2 separate regions of the Zea mays genome follow, and region 1 is linked to region 2. Evidence: chromatin contacts called from public Hi-C data. All regions are on one chromosome and are shown on one strand. The core of a region is the stretch at or near the end of the contact, and the rest is flanking DNA. Distances in the headings are between cores, read along the strand shown.

The links. A called contact is a pair of places that touch in the nucleus more often than the background predicts.
Region 1: a Hi-C map of leaf shows a contact between it and region 2, with 2.4 times the contacts expected there. The contact joins the promoter of LOC103647136 here to the promoter of LOC100281227 in region 2. A contact is called at or near these places in 2 of 25 Hi-C or Micro-C datasets (both in leaf).

What each region holds. Positions count from the first base shown.
Region 1 is chr2:154,781,375-154,786,457 of Zm-B73-REFERENCE-NAM-5.0, forward strand. LOC103647136 (cation/H(+) antiporter 15) reads right to left here and starts at 3,246. Exons shown (of 1, transcript XM_008671700.2): 1 at 75-3,246. The coding sequence starts at 2,860. The coding sequence ends at 308.
Region 2 is chr2:154,370,945-154,375,873 of Zm-B73-REFERENCE-NAM-5.0, forward strand. LOC100281227 reads right to left here and starts at 2,047. Exons shown (of 3, transcript NM_001154146.1): 1 at 1,715-2,047; 2 at 1,295-1,605; 3 at 570-1,167. The coding sequence starts at 1,913. The coding sequence ends at 709.

The DNA of each region.
Region 1 (5,083 bases), core at 1,996-4,495, 410 kb after region 2:
GGTATATATTTTAATAACAAAAATTACAAGTCAAAACAAAATTGCTACTTCAGAGACCATGTCAATGTCGTAAATAATAAAGGATCTGCATTTAGAATCAGAAGAGTTAGGTATTTTGGACTACAATAATTGTGATTACAATGCAAGCTACCTTTACTAAATTTTTCCGATGGTCGCTGGCGGCTACGTGCTTGGCGCGCGAACCACAAGACCGGTCGAGCACGAACCTCACCCACGTACCCAACCATGGTGCAGCAACCATGGCGCGACACCAGCAAGCCACCACCATGACCTACAGACCTACTAGCTAGCTCCTATGCCCAAGGCTACTCCTACGGATCTGATCTGGCCGTGGCGGTCGTCCCGCCGCAGACACGCCATCGCCGCCGCCAAGTCCCTGCTCCGCCGACATCCCCCCGGCAGACGGCCTCACGTACGACTGTACCACCAGAACCGACGCTGTCGTCTGGAAGTCCTTCGACGAGAGCAGGTCCCCGATAGGCCCCAGCTCCGGGCACTCACTCCACTCCGCCATCCCCGCCGTGAGCGCCGGCAGTCCCGGCACCTTGCCCACCACGAAGAGGTCCTTCCCCAGCGCCTCCACCTCCCTGATCTGCGCCACCATCTCGCTGGCGTTGAACACGCCGCGCTCGCGGTACTCCACGCCCGCGCCGCCGCCGCCGCTGACGCTGTTGGCCCGGTCCAGGAACTCCCGCAGGATCCCGTCGTCGGCCTTGCGCTCCTTGAGCGCATCGAACTCGGTGCCCGTGAAACTGCCGCCCTTCTGGGCGAACCGGAGCAGCGTGAGGTCGATGGCCGGGTTGGACACCATACGGATCGCCAGCGCTGCCACCTCGCGGTCGTCGCGCCCGCCGAAGAATAGCGCCGCCACGCGGCACCCGGCGCCCGGCACGCCGCCCAGGCCGCGGTCGACGAGGATGCCCACGGTGCAGGGAGAGAAGCGCTGGATGCTCTGGTTCAGTGCCTGGATCTCCGGGTGGAACACCTCCAGCCCTCCGTCCACCGACCGGTGCTTGTGGAACGGCAGCAGGATGAGCGCCGAGTGCTGCTCCTCCGCGGCGGACGTCACGTCGTCGTGCATCGTCGCGTACGGCGACACGGCCGCCATGGTGCGCGCCAACACGCCCGCCACGTTCTCCTCGTAGGCCATGAAGGCGTGCGCGATGTGCTTGAACTGCAGCTCCACCTGGCTGCGCCGGTGCACCGAGTGCTCGAACGACGACGACGGCGCCGACGCGTTGATCAGGAGCAGCGCAGACGACCGCCCCGCGAACTCAATCAGGTGCAGCGCTTGCACCGCCACGGGTGACCGGTCGGAGGGCGACGCCACGTCCAGAAGCGTCAGGAGGGCCGGCACGTCGCGCGGCATGTGCACGCACACCAGCACGTGGAATTCCGCTTCCAACTGCGGCCACGCGATGGTGCGCCGCTTGTAGAACACCAGCCGCCGCGCCGGCTTCACCACCAGGGCCAGCAGCGGCGTCACCAGCGCCGTGATCAGCGCCGACATGAACACCAGCACCGTGAACGACTGGTCACTCATGATCTTCTTGTTCCTGCCGATGTTGAGGATGATGAGCTCGATGATCCCCTTGGTGTTGAGCAGCAGGCCGATCGACGTGCCGTCAAGCAGCGGCATGCCGAACACGGCGGCGACGCCTACTGCGGCGGCAACCTTGAGGGCGGCAGCGGCCAGCGCGGCCACCATCAGCAGCACCGCAGCGGGCATGCTGGTGATCGAGGCGGTGTCCGTGCGGAGCCCGCTCATGGCGAAGAAGAGCGGCAGCAGCGTTCCCATCACGAAGTCCTCTACCTTCTCTACGATGGCGACGCCGACAGGCCCGTTGGGCACGGCGAGGCCGAAAACGAAGGCGCCGAATATGGCGTGCGTGCCTCCGGCGTCGGCGACGAGCGCGGCTACCAGGACGCCGACGAGGACCCAGCACTCTTGCGCCTCGCTGACGACCTCGCCCTCGGCGACGCGGTGCGCTAGGCGGACGAGCATGGGGCGGACGACAAGGTAGCTGATGCTGACGATGACGACGCCCGACACGAACGTCCAGATGCACGGGACCATGCCGTAGCGGACGTGCGCCAGCGCCGTGGCGACGGTGAGCCCGGCCCACGCGAAGGTGTCGTTGATGAGGGACGCCGAGATGGAGAGCTGGCCCACGTCGGTGCCGGCGAGCTTGAGCTCCGCGATGTTGCGCGCAAGCACGGAGAAGGCGGTGGAGCAGAAAGTGGCGCCAAGGAAGACGGGGAAGGAGAGGCGGTTGAGGAACTTCTGCTCGGCCTTGGCGGCCGTCGTCGTTGTTCCGCCGCTGTCGTCGTCGCTGCCGGTGAGCGCGACGTAGCCTGTGACGATGCCGACGACGAAGGGCGGGAGCGCGGAGGCGGCGGCGAACCAGAAGCTGCGCAATCCCGAGCGGAGGACGGTGTGGAGCTCGATCTCGACGCCGATAGTGAAGGTGTAGTAGACGAGGCCGATGAGGGACATGGACTCGAGGATGAAGATGCTGCGGACTGGGAAGGCGATGTCGGAGAAGAGTGGGACGCGGCCCAGCACGGAGGGACCCAAGAGGAAGCCCGCCAGGATCTCGGCGATGTATCGCGGGAGGCGGAGCGGCGCCAGCAGCAGCGCCACGGCGCGTGTGGTGGCGGTGATGAGGATGATCTGGAAGAGGAGGAGCGGGAGGGCGAAGTCCAGCGGGTTGTCCCCCGTCCAGATGCCTTTCATGGTGATCTTCCTCGGGTCGAAGCAGTAGAGGTCCGACCGGCCCGTCGACATCGTGTGGTTCCACAGCTCCGCCAGCGGGTCGGTTACCGTCGTCGCCGCCATCGATCCTCCGCCGTTCGGTTCGCTCGTGGGCCGGTAGATCGATTGTTAGCTCCTTCGTCGCCGCCGGCGATGATGGCTGATGTGACGGTCGGTCACTGGTGGACGTACGCGCCGCGCCGGGGATAGATGGTGGAGAAACACGTGTGGGGTGCCGAGTGATCCATGGGAGCGAGGAGACGAGGAGCTGTTATTCTTGGACGGAACTCTGCTTGTTGCATTGCATTTGCATGCACTCGTGCATGACTGGTGGTTGTGAGCTCGACCTCCACGTGTGGCTGGTATGTAGGGCCAGATTTTACTACGAATTTTGCATCTTCATGAATTTGCTAAAGCTGCGGGTATTCATAGCTCTATTAAACATTTTGTTTATCAGTTATTATAATAGATCTAAACATTTGCGTTGATTTTATTTCTCAACTAAATAAAGCATCAATTTCACGGTTCGCACGACGAAATTATGCATAAGCGGGGTTCGAACCTTAGTTGTTGGCTTCACAATTACACACACGTAACCATCAAAACACACATATTTTTATGTTTTATTAAAACAATGTCTACCCCCATGTGATATATAGAAACAATAGCAATGCACGGTTATCTGACTAGTAATCTACAAACTACAGATTTAACCTGCATCTCCCAAGTGGAGTTTGGTAGGATGTTTCTCATACATAAGCCATGTTCTAAACCTCTAAAACCAATAGTTAGCAGCTAAAATTACTTGAAAGGTATAGAACGGGTCAGCTAATGGACCAACTAACTGTTAGTTATAACTCTCAAATAGCTATTAGTCGTTAGCTGCTCCAACACAGCTAAAAGCAGCTAACAACTTATTAACTGACTAACAATTAGCTCTAGAGGATTGGAACAGGGCCTTAGGGTCTTGTTGATCCCATATAACATATCTATGTTTTTGGATAATGAATTAATTGGTGTGGATATAGATTTTTCTATTACAGTAGCGAAGAGTTAGAGATGGTTGTTATACATTTGGGATCGAGGTGAAAGTTGGATGTGGTCATGGACAGTGTCAACGTCATCTCGATGATTGACATACCTCCTTCCTGTTGCATCTCCCCTCCTCCTTTAGTCGTCGAACCATGAGGAGGGACATCGGTGCTCACCAGCATAGATTCGTTAGGGTCTACCGGTACCATATGATGAAGTTGGGTATGCTTGAAAGGTCTCTTATGGGTTTTGGTGTTTTGGATGACAACACAATTAAAGGTCTGACCTGTGTGTCAAGTGTTGAATAGAGACTTAGGGAAAAGCTTACAAAGTTCAACACGTGATAAGTAGATGAAGGATGGACATTGATTAAGTGGAAATCAATGTACTTAAGTCAGGGACAACTGATCGAACTAAGGACGGAGGCAAGAAGGACTTCAAGGTACTAGTGCAAGGGAGAAGGTCAAGAAGACTGAGGTACCAAAAGCCAAGAGTGGAGAAGATGGTCTTGTAAGAAGTCAAGGTTGGTCAAGCTGAGAAGAGTCCCAATGCGTTCAAGACCGCGATATATGGATGTGACTTACAACCATTGAGGTAATGCTTATGATTTAATGGTTTAAGTCAAGTGGAGTAATGGTCACAAGAAAAAACTAAGTATCAAAGTCAGAACATGGAAGGTCCCAAAGATCTAAGTGTACTTGAATATGGAGTTTGGGTCACTCTTGAGTTTAGAAATATTCTTAGTGATCATTAGAAGGTGTTGGAACTCAAGTGATGGCTAGAATGATAGAGTTTTACAACTTGGAGTTTTGGAGTCCAACCTCGAGCTCAAACAAGCCAAAAAGAGCAAAATGATGAAAAAGGTTAAGTATGAGAGGTTTGATCATTCAAACATGTTGCATACACCTTTTACTATGTGTTTGGCACTTTGGTTTGCACTCTACCTTGTATTGTAGCAAAAGTATCACTTTGATCCCTGTTTGAGGAGAAACAGAGAAATGGAGAAGGAGGTGAGTTTCCAAGACTTAGTCAATTGGATTATACTCTAATCATGTCTGTCTAAGTCATAGGAAAGCCCTCATAGAATTCCAAGTTGAATGGAAAAGAATTCGCTAAGAAAAGACTTCACTGTAGTCTGTCTAGGTGCACTGGATCGTCTGCAGTTGTGGTCCGATGGTGCACTAGACTGGTTGTGTAGTCGGGTTAGAAGGAGGCCTCAGGCGGCCTGGCACACCGGACCGCCTGTACGGATGAACTTGGAGGTCTCGGGAATTA
Region 2 (4,929 bases), core at 797-3,296:
ATTGACACCGGTCCGAGGAACCATGCATGCATGCTGGCCATAGTAGAAATATCTTGGATAGTTAGGCTGCGGCCAGTAGATTGTGCATGTGATTGTGCAAAACACTGTTTTAGACTACTGTTTATCGAGTGAAGTTTGAATAAGAGATGTGATAAGTAAAGTTGCTGAAGATGGCCTTATTAGTAGATGATGAAAGATACTGAATGCTGCGGCAGGCACTGCACATGATCTTCTGGCATGATTAGCTTGCACCAAGCTGTACATCAACACTACAGCTCCCGTTTTATTTGCTGACTTGTGCGCCAAGGTTTTCCTTTGGCTTCGTCTTTATAGTAAGCTAGTGACAGATTCAAATGCCTTTTATATATCAAGAAGCCTTTATAAGAATCACAGCTAGTACAGTATCTACCAATGCAAGCAAGAGCTAAGGGCTATTCCTAGTGAAGATTTCATTTGAGTTTCATCTTTATTAAATTTTCTGTCACATAATCAACTAGGATGATATGGTAATAAGAATTTAATAAGGAGATAGATAAAGATATTTCTATGAGAGATGAGAGAGTTGCATCTAGTTGAAACTCAGTGTACACGGTTCCATAAACAAAATTTGATGTGACATTGTTTTAAAACTGTACAGTAAGTGTGAATAGCCTAACACCACCTATTGGATCACTATATTTTCGGCAGCGGCTCATCATCCATCGTTAATTAATAGTTGTTTGTATGGTAGCCAGAAGCATCGTTTCCCACGTAGTCCGCCACCGGCGAGCTCGGCAAACCAGCGGAGAAACTCGGGGAGGTGACGCCGCCTACAGTTTTCGCCTTCATTGCCTGGTGGTGCAAGCTGTAGCTCCCCACCATTGCTTGCTGGTCTGCCGGCGCGTGACGAAGCATGCTCCAGGAGGAGTCGTCGTCGTTCGTTGCAGGTGCTGCGGCTGAGTTGGCCGTCGTGCTGGGCAGAGGCAAGCCACCGGTTGCGAAGCAGTTGAAGTAGCTGGAGTAATCCAGCAGGGAGTCGACGAGGAACTCGTCGCCGCCTTCGACGGAGCTGACGTTGGGCGTTGCGGTGGAGTAGTAGTGCTCCTCGCCGCCCCCGCCGGCGGACTTCTTGGCGGCGCTGGCCTCTTCGGCCCCTTTGTGGTGCACCTTGCACACGACCCATTCATCCTGAAGATAATAAACCAAAAAACAGAAACAAAAAAGATACGATTTTTTCAACACGTCCAAGAGAAGAATTAGCTAGCGTTGTTGAAGAAGTAGCAGTAGCAGTAGAACTGAAACCGCACGTTATTACCTTGGGATTGAAGCGTAGGTCGTTGCAGGTGTGCCTGGACTTGCCCTCGAGGCGGAACTCGTGCATCACCCAGTTGGTCTTGGTGCCGCGCGGAGCCCTGCCCATGTAGAACACCAGCGTCTTCCTCATCCCCACTAGCTCGCGGTCACGGTCACGCCCTGCAGCTGGCTTGAAGATCTCCCTGTCCTTGCCTGTGGCCTTCCAGTAGCCCTCCTTGGTGGCGCGGTTCGCGCGCGTGCCCGTGGGGTATTTCATGTCCTTGTGGCAGAAGAAGTACCACTCCTTGGAATTCTCCCCCATCTTCGCCTTGCCTTAGTGATTAAGCATTAATTTACACATGTACGTCTAGCTAGTAGCTACCGGCCTTCTTGTCAAAAGAAAAGAAAGGAAGAAAATCAGCTGTGTGTAATGACAACTTACTTGGGAGATCCCATGGCTCGCACTTGTTGAGGTCCACCTCCCCGATGGCGTGCGGCGCGAAGCTAGGGTTCAGGAACTTGTGCAGGAGGTAGCTGGTGATGACCTCTTCGTCTGTGGGATGGAACCTGAAGCCAGGAGGCAGGACCAGGCCGACTCCTCCACCATGCTCCGACTTCACACTAGGCTCCAGCTCCACCATGGCCGGTCGCCTGAAGCACCAGGGACCACTGCTAGCTCTGCTGCCCAGCCTGAGTAGGAACAGCCGAGGGGGAAAAAGCAGATAAAAAAAATGGAGGAGGAAGCTTGTGGGCACAAGAAAGATGGAGGAATCGTTAAGAAGTGGGAGAAGGAAGCCGAGTTTTATAGCGCTGCGGTGGCTTGCCGAGGAAGGAAAGTCTTCACACGGTTTTGATTAATTAGGACAGATAAAAAAAATTATCTATATATTATCTAGGTCCAGGTATATAATGAATCATGGCCATCGGATCAGTATCAAGATTTCAGTTGCATTTACTTGATGTTTTTTATTGCCTCACTATTCAAACACGAGACTAAGGGGCTGTTTGGTTTGTGGCTAAACGTGCCACACTTTGCCTAAGGTTAGTCGTTCGAATTTAAGAACTAACCTTAAGCAGAAAAGTGTAGCAAAGCGGAGCAAGTTAGTCATCAAACCAAACATGCCCTAAGTTAGAACTACAACCTATTCCTAAAAGTATACACGCGTATCATATAAGCTCGAACCCAGCACTACTATAAAAACCATTTTACACTCGGTAAAGGCTTAACAAATATTTTATCGATAAATGGTTCTTTGCCGAGTACTTTTTTTCGCACACTCGGCAATGCAAATTAAGAATAAAAAACCCCCAAAAACAGCAAATCATTTTTTTAAATTATGGGAACAACTCACCCACCACTATCCATTACCATATTCATCGCCCTATCATTTTCACTATTATTTTGAATCAAATTTACATGCTTTGTGAATGGTGAAATTTGAACTCGCAACCTCTCTCGCGCGTACCCTCCTCTACCACTACACTACTACATCAATTATATCTATATTACGCTTCTATTCCTCATGTACTATAACAAACCGAGAGTAATTTGATTATTTAAGGTACTAAATGAATTTATTTGAAAATGTGACTAACTATAAAGTTGCATAACTTTTGAGATCTACAAGTTCTATTTTGATAGTTTCTACATCCGAGACCGTTTACAAAATTTGAATTTCAAATTTAAAACTTCACATGAATTTTTCAATGATAAGATGATTTCAAATAAAAAAATTATCAGTTACAAAATTTCATTACATTTCAAGATCTACAACTTTTATTTTGATAGTTTTTCCATCCGAGGTATTTTAAAAATTTCAAATTTTAAAATTCAAACATAGTTTTGCATGACAAGATGATTTCAAACCAAAACATTGTCAACTACAAAGTATCATAACTCTTCAATACCTACAAATTTCATGTTGGTGGTTTTTTCTTTCGAGGTCGTTTTAAAATTCAAATTTAATTTTTTTTAAATTTAGACGTAGTTTTCGTTGACAAGATGATTTTAAATGAAAAAGTTGCCAACTACAAAATTCTCTTTGCCTATATACAAATTTGTAGTTAAAAACTTTTTTATTTGAATTAATTTACTGCTTTAAAATGTGATTTTTAAATTGTCTTTGCATAGTGTTGAAAAAACTCTTTGCCGAGTGTCAAAAATAAAACACTCGGCAAAGAAGTTTTTTGCTGAGTGTCAAAAATAAAACACTCGGTAAAGAGCTTTTTCGCCGAGTGTTTTATTTTACCGAGGGTTTTTTTCCGTGGCACTCGTTAAAAAACTTTTGCCGAGTGTCCGAAAAAAACGATTGACAAAATATTTGGCACTTGGCAAGAGCCAAATTCCGGTTGTGCAGGCCCGGTTGCTTCCACACCGGGAGGCAGAGACCATCCGAGGGGCTAGGGCTCGGCCCCCATTCATTTGCTAGAGGTTAGTTGTTGGGGTTCATGTTTTTTTTTCTTTCTTTTTTGGCGATGGATGGCGACTGCCATCTCTTGTGAAAAAAATCTGAGCACGCGTCATCGCCGTCGCTCGACTCCGCCCGCATTCATGGCCGGACACACATGCATGGACGCGCGGCCTACAGTACTCCATGTACTGTTTTCATAATATATACGTCTGGTCGATTTTCTCTGCATTATTTTCTTATGTGTGTGTATATGCTTTCTTTTCTTTTGGGTCTTGGATCGATCAGGCAGCCGCTGTGCAAATTCCTAGCCGGCGCCGGTGGTAAACGAAAGTGAATTGCTAGCTACGACGACATGTCGTCTTTGAATAAAGAAAAGGATCGAAGACGACGGAGATGGGAAAACTAGTGATCTGTAGAGTTGTTGACAGATACATGCATGACCGACCTTTGTATTTTGTATTATATTTGTATGCATGGAGACGACCAGCTCTACAGCCCAGCCTAGAAAGAGGCGACATGTCACATATATAGGAGTGATAGAGACACTCCACGTACGACCCTGATGGGTGTTTAGGTAGCTAAGTACGCCAAGTCCAGCTATGCTAACTTAAAGCAGAGGAGATGATGGTCACCATTAGAGCAACTTCAACATTTCACTAGACACCCCCACCCCCATCCACCCACACACAAAGTCCTGGTTTGAGGTTGCAACTTTGGAGGTATAGATGTACAAACAGGCCACCCGACACGGACCCGGTCCAAACCCGTTTTGGCCCGGTACGAATAGTGCCGGGCCAGGCATGACCCGTTGATGCTCTGGGCCGGGTCGTGCTGGCCCACGTGCCTAGGGACATGCCCAAACCCGACACGCACAGGGATAAATCATGCCGGGTCGGCCCGTCCGCCCGATGGGTCTGAACGTATCGGGCCGACCACTGACCCGAACCAACAGTACAACAGTATATAAATACATACATTTAACACAATTAATCAGATATAATAACATATTATTTACAGATATTAAGACAACATAATTCATTTGTCAATTCACAAGATAATACCAGATTAATACAAATATGAAATGATCACAAGAAATAACAGTTGGTTCACCAGATATTACACAAACACATATATGAAATGACTATTAGGAGCTGTTAGTGCAATGGCCGCCTCATTGAAAACCTTCTTAGGTAAAAACTCACACCTCTTGAGAAAACCCTAAGAAGGAAAAAAGAGTGCAACCCAG